Linked DNA regions of Arachis hypogaea: region 2 is linked to region 1. The links are chromatin contacts, called in public Hi-C maps. All regions are on one chromosome and are shown on one strand. Each heading gives the region's core, a stretch centred on a gene start, on an enhancer-like site or on the middle of the called end of the contact. The rest is flanking DNA. Distances are from core to core; before and after follow the strand shown. Region 1 holds the start of LOC112720681 (26S proteasome regulatory subunit 6B homolog). Region 2 holds the start of LOC112720683 (nifU-like protein 4, mitochondrial).

Region 1 (4,611 bases), core at 309-2,808:
ATAAATAAAAGATAACAAGCTTACCTCTTCGTTGATGCTGCCGGCTATGTACGTAACGCCGTTGAGTCAGTAAAGACTGCGTTCATCCGCCATGGTCCCAGCCCAAGAAAAGTCTGAACATCTTCCTCACCACACTTTTCCTCTTCCCCTCTCTCTAGAACATCACTTTCTCTCTACCAATGTGAAAGTCTCTCAAAATAAATAATCTGTGACACCTCTTCCGCGTATTTATATTAGAGTATAAACCGCTATACCCCTTCCTTAGTTTATACTTATTTGCCATTCTCGCAGAAACCATGAAATCCCTATCACGGTTTCTGGCCAAATGCGTTCTCAACATAAACCATGGTACTTCACTAGCGGTTTATGTGTTTTCTTTACATAAATTTGTAAAAAGTTATATTTTCATATCCAAACTACAAAAGTTGTATTTTGTTAATTTTAGATCCCAAATATTTTAGTTTAGTAATTTGCCCACAATAATACGTAATAATATGTAAATCATATTTATTACATATATAAATACATAATAAATGATATAGCAATGTTATGTACCCTTGAAACTTGATATCCTAAATACTTAATTAATGTCGCTACATATTGTTCTGTGCTAGTTATATTATATAGAGTTAAGTTTCACTTTATTCTTTGAAATTAGCGAGTTATATTGATTTAATTTTTTATTTTTTAATTGTTATAATTTAATCCCTTAAATTTAAAAAGATGCACTAATATAATCTTTTACGTATTTTTTGTTATTGGAACTCAATGCTGTTAGTGACGTGCCACAAGCTTTACCACCCTAGACATATTAAAACGACGTTTTGGCGCTAAAGAATGCATTAGACAAAGAATTTGATTATGATAAAATTGTCCAAATCCTCAAATAATTTTGTTTAATGTCTTTTTTAGTGCCAAAATGTGTATGACGTTATTTTAATATGTTTAGCGTAGCAAGACTTGAGTCACATTACTAACGGTGTTGAGTTTCGATGACAGAAAATACACGAGAGATTATATTGGTGTATTTTTTAAATTTAGAGAACTAAATTATAGCAATTAAAAAGTTAAAAACTAAAAGTGCAACTCATCGATCTCAGATTCAAAGTGGGGCTTAACTCAGTTATATATGTTTTTTTTAATTACTTTTTATTAAAATAATAAAGAATCTAGGAAACAATATAAACTTAATTTCCTTTTGATTACCAAATTAATTGATTTATCTAGCTAATTGATAAAAAATCATACAACCAATTCTATTAATCAATGAAACCGTTTTTCTTTTTAAAACCAGTAGGTTTAATATAGTAGATTTTAATTAGAGATTAAATTAAGATTTACAATAATAATTCAACTCTAAAATTTGAATTTAATAAATATAAATAAATAATAGTTGATCAAATATACCATAAAGATAAAATATACTTTTTTGGATTATTTTATCTTATTTTTTGGTTAACTCTTACTTACTTTGCTTCAATTCTTGAAGTTTCCAAAAACAGGCCAGGCCCAAATTATCAGTTCTCATTCGTATAGCCCAAAACGAAAAGATCAGTAGGGTCATATTCGTCTTCTCATCTCTTTTCCTCCCACAACAAGAAACCACAAAAAAATAGCACCGAACGAAACCCTTCTCCCCCAAATTCTCCATTCTCTTTTCACTCCAATCCAATACAATCCCTTCTCTCTCTCTAATCGACAACGCAAACTCCACCATGGGTTCCTCCGCGATGGTTCTCGAACCTAAACCCTCTTCAGAGCCACCACCGTCTCTCCCATCGTCAAAATCCGACTACCTCCTCGGCGGTTACGGCATCGACTCCGCCGCCTCCGACGAAGACGACCTCTACAGCCGCCTCAAGACTTTGCAGCGCCAGCTGGAGTTTATCGACATCCAAGAAGAGTACGTCAAGGACGAGCAGAAGAATCTGAAGCGCGAGCTCCTTAGGGCTCAGGAAGAAGTGAAGCGGATCCAATCGGTGCCGCTAGTTATTGGACAGTTCATGGAGATGGTTGATAGGAATAACGGTATCGTTGGATCTACAACTGGATCCAACTACTACGTGAGAATTCTCAGCACGATCAACAGAGAGTTGTTGAAGCCTTCAGCTTCTGTGGCTCTTCACCGTCACTCCAACGCGCTTGTTGACGTGCTTCCTCCTGAGGCTGATTCCAGCATCTCGCTACTTAGCCAGTCTGAGAAGCCCGACGTCACTTACAATGTAAGCGTTTTTTTTTTTTTTTTTTTCTCCTTCTCTGATTAGGGTTTTGCTTTGGTTTAGAAAGAGTGCCAAAATGAAATGTTTGGGTTTTGGTTAAAGAATATGGATACTGCAGTTATGGGCTGGTTTGCAGTGACGGAGGATGCTATAAATATTAAATTGTTTCATTGGTTAGGTTTTCGGTTTTTTATTCCCCCTTTTGCTTAACGTGAAAAGAGTGGAAAGTTGGAAGTTAGGGATTTTTGCTTCTATTTTTTTATGATTGTGATTAAAATTTTCTAGTTGCTTTCAATTGAGGTTTATTTGGGAATACTTGCACCTAGAGAGAGTATGATTATTGTGAGGAAGATGTCAGTTTGGTGTGATTCTTCTATTGGTATGTCTTACATGCTCCTACTGCGGTTCCGTTTTTGTTCTGACATTTGGAATTTTCGCATTCTAATATTCATATTTGCGAGTCTCTTTTCTCTGTTTCTTTTGTTCTGTTTGAGACCGACTTGATAGTACCAAATAGCAGCAATAGGCTAATAATCCAAACTCTTAGATGTCTATCCCATCATTATATGCCATGTTTGGGAATACTAGCAAAAGAGAGTGTGGTTCAGAAATGTGGAACATACAAATTTGCTTCTAATAAGCTCGTGAAATGTAAGACACACTGGATGAGACTTATTAAGGAAGAACCCAAACTTATTTTGGCTTGGTTCTGTGCATTTTGAACTATGAAGTTTGTGAAATATAACTTCTGCAATATAATTTATTTTAGTTCAGCCAATGAAGAATACAAACAAGTTTGAGCAGTTGGTTTTTCTGATGTCTGTTTGTTCTGCTGTTTAGTATGCATTATCAATTTGTCATTATTTCAAGCTATTTTTGTTCATGAAATGTTTGTGCCCCCCGTAATCTGGTTTAAATATTTTTTAGGACATTGGAGGATGTGATATCCAAAAGCAGGAAATTCGAGAGGCTGTGGAGCTGCCCCTTACACACCATGAGTTATACAAACAAATTGGTATTGATCCCCCTCGAGGTGTTCTACTCTATGGACCCCCAGGAACTGGAAAAACAATGCTTGCCAAGGCTGTTGCTAATCATACTACTGCAGCATTCATTAGGGTTGTGGGATCTGAGTTTGTTCAAAAATATCTTGGTGAGGTATGAATTTCTTTTTTCTCAAAGTCATCTGCATATGAAGTCTTTTAGCAATGCTTGTAAGATTGTGACTAATTTGTTATTTATCACTATTTGATTTTGAGTATTATGGGAACCCCATTCTTTATTCTTATGGCTATTTTGTTCTGTTGTTTAGTTGTTTTGTTATAATCAGTTGTTTCCTGTCCATGATTATACATAATTACATGTATTATGAGAAATTAGGACCTAATTGTTTAGCCATGTTGTACTGCAATATTTTGAAATATTATCTGCTATATTTTCAGGGTCCAAGGATGGTTCGTGATGTATTTCGTCTTGCAAAAGAGAATGCTCCTGCTATTATATTTATTGATGAGGTTGATGCGATAGCTACTGCTAGGTTTGATGCCCAAACTGGTGCTGATAGAGAAGTACAACGTATTCTTATGGAGCTTTTGAATCAGGTAATAATAAAAATATATTCTGTAAGGTGTTCTATGTGGCTATTTACTGGGCTCTGCTTGGCTGCGACAGTTACTTAGTGTGTTATTGTACTTTGAACTTGAATATCTACTGTGTTTTTAAATGTTATCTGATCCTGTTTTATTGCCTTCTATATTTTTCAGATGGATGGTTTTGACCAAACTGTGAATGTTAAAGTGATTATGGCAACTAACCGAGCTGACACTTTGGATCCTGCTCTCTTGCGTCCTGGAAGGCTTGATCGCAAAATTGAGTTTCCTTTGCCTGATAGACGCCAAAAGAGGCTTGTATTTCAGGTTAGTTTTTTGGAAACTCTATTTGTTACATTTTTATAGCAAGTTGGATTCTGTGTACAGTCAAAGGAACATTTTATATTTTACTATTTAGAACTTTCAGTTGTTTTGTGGACTGAACTGATAAAACCTAGTAGCTACTATAAAGAAAATATTAGAAAACCTCCGTAGCATTACTTATTTGACGCTGATTTCCAGTGGGGATTAGCCCAAAAGCATGTATACCCAAAAAAAAAAAAATAGCAACTTTCCTCATGCAATTTCTCCAAGCATAGTCTTGGTTGGACTTGCATTGTCTTCCGATAGTGAATAATAGGTTTATGATTAGCACTTGCTAGCCAATTATTTAATGTGTTTTTCTCTCTTGACAGGTTTGCACGGCTAAAATGAACTTAAGTGATGAGGTGGACCTGGAAGATTATGTTTCACGACCTGATAAAATTAGTGCTGCCGAGGTTTGTTCATATCCTATTCTCTTT
Region 2 (4,402 bases), core at 1,281-3,780, 170 kb after region 1:
TAAAAATTTTGATAATAAGCCAATTAGAATCTGTGATAAATCGATAGCTGAATGAGGAATAAATAATTTCAAATTATTAGGGAAAATCAAATATTAACTAGCCACTAAATAGAATATGCAAATTAAGATAATAATAATTTCAACAGTAGATAAATACAATGCACAAGAATAAGGGTAGATAATAATAATTTCAACCGTAGATAAACATGGACGGATGCATTCACAAGGAAGTGGGGCAACTGCCCCAAGTAAAATTTGAAAAAATAGTGAGTAATTCTTAGTGAAATACCATAATTGTCCCCACTATATAATTAATTTTGCCCCCACCCCATCCCAAATCCCTAACTCTTCTTCTCTCTTTTTCCAGTTTCTTCATCTGCTCCAACCTCCGCCTCTAGGTTCCAGTACTGTCGTCTGTTGCCATCCCGCCACTCCGCGTCTCCACCACCGCCAGTGTGGCAGTGTCACTAACTCATTGCCGCTGACGTCGCTGCCCTGTTCAGCATTTCTCCCACGTGGATCCGACTCGGTTTCTCCTTCGTGATTCTCCTGCGTGGCTCCATCAGTTTCTCTTTGCATCGCCGCCACGCCGCGTCTGGTGGTTCCGCCTTCTTCTGCATAATTGGTTCTTCTTCTGCGTCAATGGTTCTGCCGCTGCGTTCCTCTTCTGCGCTCCTTCCTTCGGCAGTTTGGCATCTGGTTCTGCCTTCTTCAGTGTTCAATCTTCAGCAATTCAAGTTCATTGTTCTGCGCTACTGGGTTCTGCACTTCTGTCTCCTGGAGTTCAGTAGTTCAGTCTTGGACTCTTGCCTCTTGGTACATTCATGATTCACCGAAACCGATTTCTGCTTGCTTAGTTGCTTCGTTGCTTAGTTAGTTAGTTACTTCATTAAGTTCATTGCTTATTTGCTTCATTGTTTGATAATTGATATAGTTGGTTTGGTAATTGTGATTGAATTTGTTCTGATGATGTAATTGCTAATTTAGTTTCGTTAATTTGTCTGTTAATTATTTTTGTGTATTAAGTTATTTTAAATTAAGAATTTGAGATATTATTAGTTGTTGCTGTTGCCTATTGAAAATTATGCCAGTTGGAAATTAATTTAAATGGCACATGTCCATCAATTTTGTATATATAATTTTATACTGAACTTTTCGATTTGTATAGAATTGTGAATTAATTTTATTAATTAATTAACTTAGGTTTATAATTCTATTAGTAATGGAGAAATATTTCAAAAGAATTTTGTCATTGGAGATTGGATCTTAAAACAATTCTTCGACCTCTTCTAATAAAAGGAAGTTTTCAGAATTTGAAGTGGAGAGTCTCATAACAGATCCAGGACAACGATTATATTAACAATGAAAAGATTATTCAATCTTTTTAAAATATGAAATCCAAAAGAATATAATTCTAAATTATTTATTATTTTAAATTATTATTTTATTATTTTAATTTGTTAGTTAAATAATTTGAGGAGTATTTATATTTTATAATACTATAGTATAATTATAAAAATTATTATTATACTATATATATTTTACCCCAACTAATAAAATTTTTTGGATCCGTCACTATAAATAAATGTATTTCAACATTAGATAGAATATGCAAATTATGATAACTTGGTAGTTCAATTCTTAAATGGAGGAGAACTTGGCATAACAACAATAACAAGGTGGAAGAGTGCAAAATCAACACAGTTCAGATAAATAAACACATATGTCCTAACAAAAATAACAAACAACATCAGATTTAATGGCTAAATAAGATGAACTCATGGAACTGAAGAAATAATAGAAAACATCAAAATTGATATTTTTTTCTTTTCCAAACCCTTACCCTAATAGAGACAATTCAATCGATTGAATACGAAAATACTCTTAATCACATAGAAAATTCAATTGATTGTGTTACAAAACCAATCGATTAAATTTTAAGAAGAAAACTCATTCTACAACACAATTCAATCGATTGTGTTACTATGCCAATCAATTGAATAAGAAAATACCCTTATTGCTTTACGAAATTCAATTGATTGGTAACACTACCAATCGATCAAATAAGAAAAGACTTATATTCTAAAGTGCAATTCAATCTATTGTGTAACATTCCAATCAATTGAATTTTTGAGAAAAACCCATATTGTAGTGTGATATTAAATCGATTGTGTTGTATGTTCAATCGATTGAATTACCAAAAAAACATGATTTTTCTGACGTTTACAGATGTAATGGATCAAGAACAAAAAAACTCATTGATTCGCATTATCAAAATATTTATGAAGGTCACAATTAATGAAAAATCTATTTTATTATTGTTTTTATTTCTAATGATTAATAAACATAATAAATAAATAATAAAATAATAATTTATAAAATAAAAAATAAATTTAATAATTAAATAATATATAAAAAATTAAATAGTAGTTAAAATTAAGTAAAAATTATTTAATAATTATTAAAAATTTAAAAAGACATGTTTTATACTTTTATTATTAAACCATTTAATGGTCTATACTCTATACATTTTAAGTGTTGCGTTTTTGTGACACCGCGTAACAAAAAAGAACAAGTGAATAACCTGAGCTCCCATCTCCTCCATGGTCAGAAGAGACGGGAACTAATGACGAGAAGCTTTTTCCGATTAGTAGCACGAGTACGACTTCCCCACCGAACGCCCAAACCCATGACTAAGAACGACGACGTTTTCATTATTCATCCCGTGCGGACGATGGCGTCGTTTCACAGCCACTACCACAATGCCTTCTATCCCTCCGCCTCTCCACTACCATCACTCAAATCTTCCACCCTCTTCGGATTCGAAGGTCTTCTTCTTCTTCCGCATTGCGCTTTTTTCAGTTGTTATTCTCTGTTTGTTTGAGTTCAAACTGTGCATTGTAACAGGGCAAAGGAGGAACATGTTCATCCAAACGCAGCCTACCCCGAATCCTTTGTCTCTCATGTTCTATCCCGAGAAGCCTGTCATGGAAGTTGGAAGCGCCGACTTCCCAAACACGCGTTCGGCTATGAATTCGCCTCTCGCTAAGTCACTCTTTAGAATTGATGGTATTTTTGTTTGTCCGCTAGTTCAATTTCATTTTGTAGCTTGCATTTTGGTGAATCCGTGTTTGTGGTTGTGTTGCAGGGATTACTAGGGTTTTCTTCGGGTCTGATTTTGTTACTTTGACGAAGTCGGAGGAATCTTCTTGGGAGTTCCTGAAGCCTGAGATATTTGCGGCCATTATGGACTTCTATTCCTCTGGGCAGCCGTTGTTTTTGGACTCTAAAGCTGCTGCAGCCATGGATACAGCTATTCAAGATGTAAATATTATGCATCCATGTTCTTTTTCTAGTTGATTCAAATGCTTATGTTGTTTTGTATTAATGATTACGCCACTCATTATGTATGTTTTGTCATTTTAGCTAATGTGAACCATGCTTCTTTGTGATTAGTTTATGAGGTCTTTGGCTTTTGCTAACCAACGTGCATATAGCTCATGTATTTGTCACTGAATCCGTTGTTTCATTCGGTTTAATAAGTACTCATGCTAGATTTATATCAGCAATATAATGACTTTTGCTTTGAGTTGCTGTCATGTGTGAGTTGCTACTAAGTTTGGTTAATCACTTTAGTCATCAAACATTTTGCTAAGGTAGACATTGTTTTCCATTCTTGTAATTTCTATTGTGTTGTGCCAACTGGAAGAAAACATGATATAGGAGTGTCTTTGTTCTTGTACCTTTCTTTTTATGTTCTTCTTGGGTTTTGATGTCAAGTCACCATTTCCCCACTAATGTGGCGTATTCTCACTTGTATTTAAGTGTCTTGAAGCATGAAAAATGTCTTAACCCTGAAGTACATTTGAGTATCTACTCAACCATATTTGAGAGGCCTAAACTAAAAGATAGCATGCATGCCTTTTGTATAGGATGATTCGGCAACCGTTGCAATGATCAAGGAATTGTTGGAGACTCGTATTCGGCCGGCTGTGCAAGATGATGGTGGGGACATTGAATATCGAGGTTTTGATCCGTAAGTTCTTATAGTTTCTTATTTTGGTCTTGAAGCATGTCGATGAAACCTTTTGGAAGAGCATGCAACTACGGGCACTTTAGAATTATATTTGTACCGAGTTAATTTGTGTTTCGGTTTTTCTCTAGTGATACTGGAATGGTAAAACTTAGGATGCAAGGAGCATGTAGTGGGTGCCCAAGTTCATCAGTGACTCTGAAATCCGGCATTGAAAATATGTTGATGCATTATGTACCTGAGGTAAACAAGTTCTAGGATATCTTCTTGTGCTGAAATTAATATGGTTCTTGTTTCCTTGTGGATTATGCTTATGCTTTGAGCCTTTGAAACAAATTTTGTTTTGGCTCATCTAGTTTAATAAAAAAA

What was found. A called contact is a pair of places that touch in the nucleus more often than the background predicts.
Region 2: a contact with region 1 is called in a Hi-C map of an unstated tissue, with 3 times the contacts expected there. The contact joins the promoter of LOC112720683 here to the promoter of LOC112720681 in region 1. A contact is called at or near these places in 2 of 8 Hi-C or Micro-C datasets (leaf and an unstated tissue).

Annotation. Positions count from the first base shown.
Region 1 is chr11:35,815,675-35,820,285 of arahy.Tifrunner.gnm2.J5K5, forward strand. It overlaps LOC112720681 (26S proteasome regulatory subunit 6B homolog), which reads left to right and starts at 1,559. Exons shown (of 6, transcript XM_025771713.3): 1 at 1,559-2,222; 2 at 3,147-3,377; 3 at 3,662-3,820; 4 at 3,983-4,135; 5 at 4,504-4,587. The coding sequence starts at 1,716.
Region 2 is chr11:35,986,853-35,991,254 of arahy.Tifrunner.gnm2.J5K5, forward strand. It overlaps LOC112720683 (nifU-like protein 4, mitochondrial), which reads left to right and starts at 2,531. Exons shown (of 6, transcript XM_025771715.2): 1 at 2,531-2,828; 2 at 2,908-3,069; 3 at 3,149-3,324; 4 at 3,933-4,036; 5 at 4,165-4,276. The coding sequence starts at 2,627.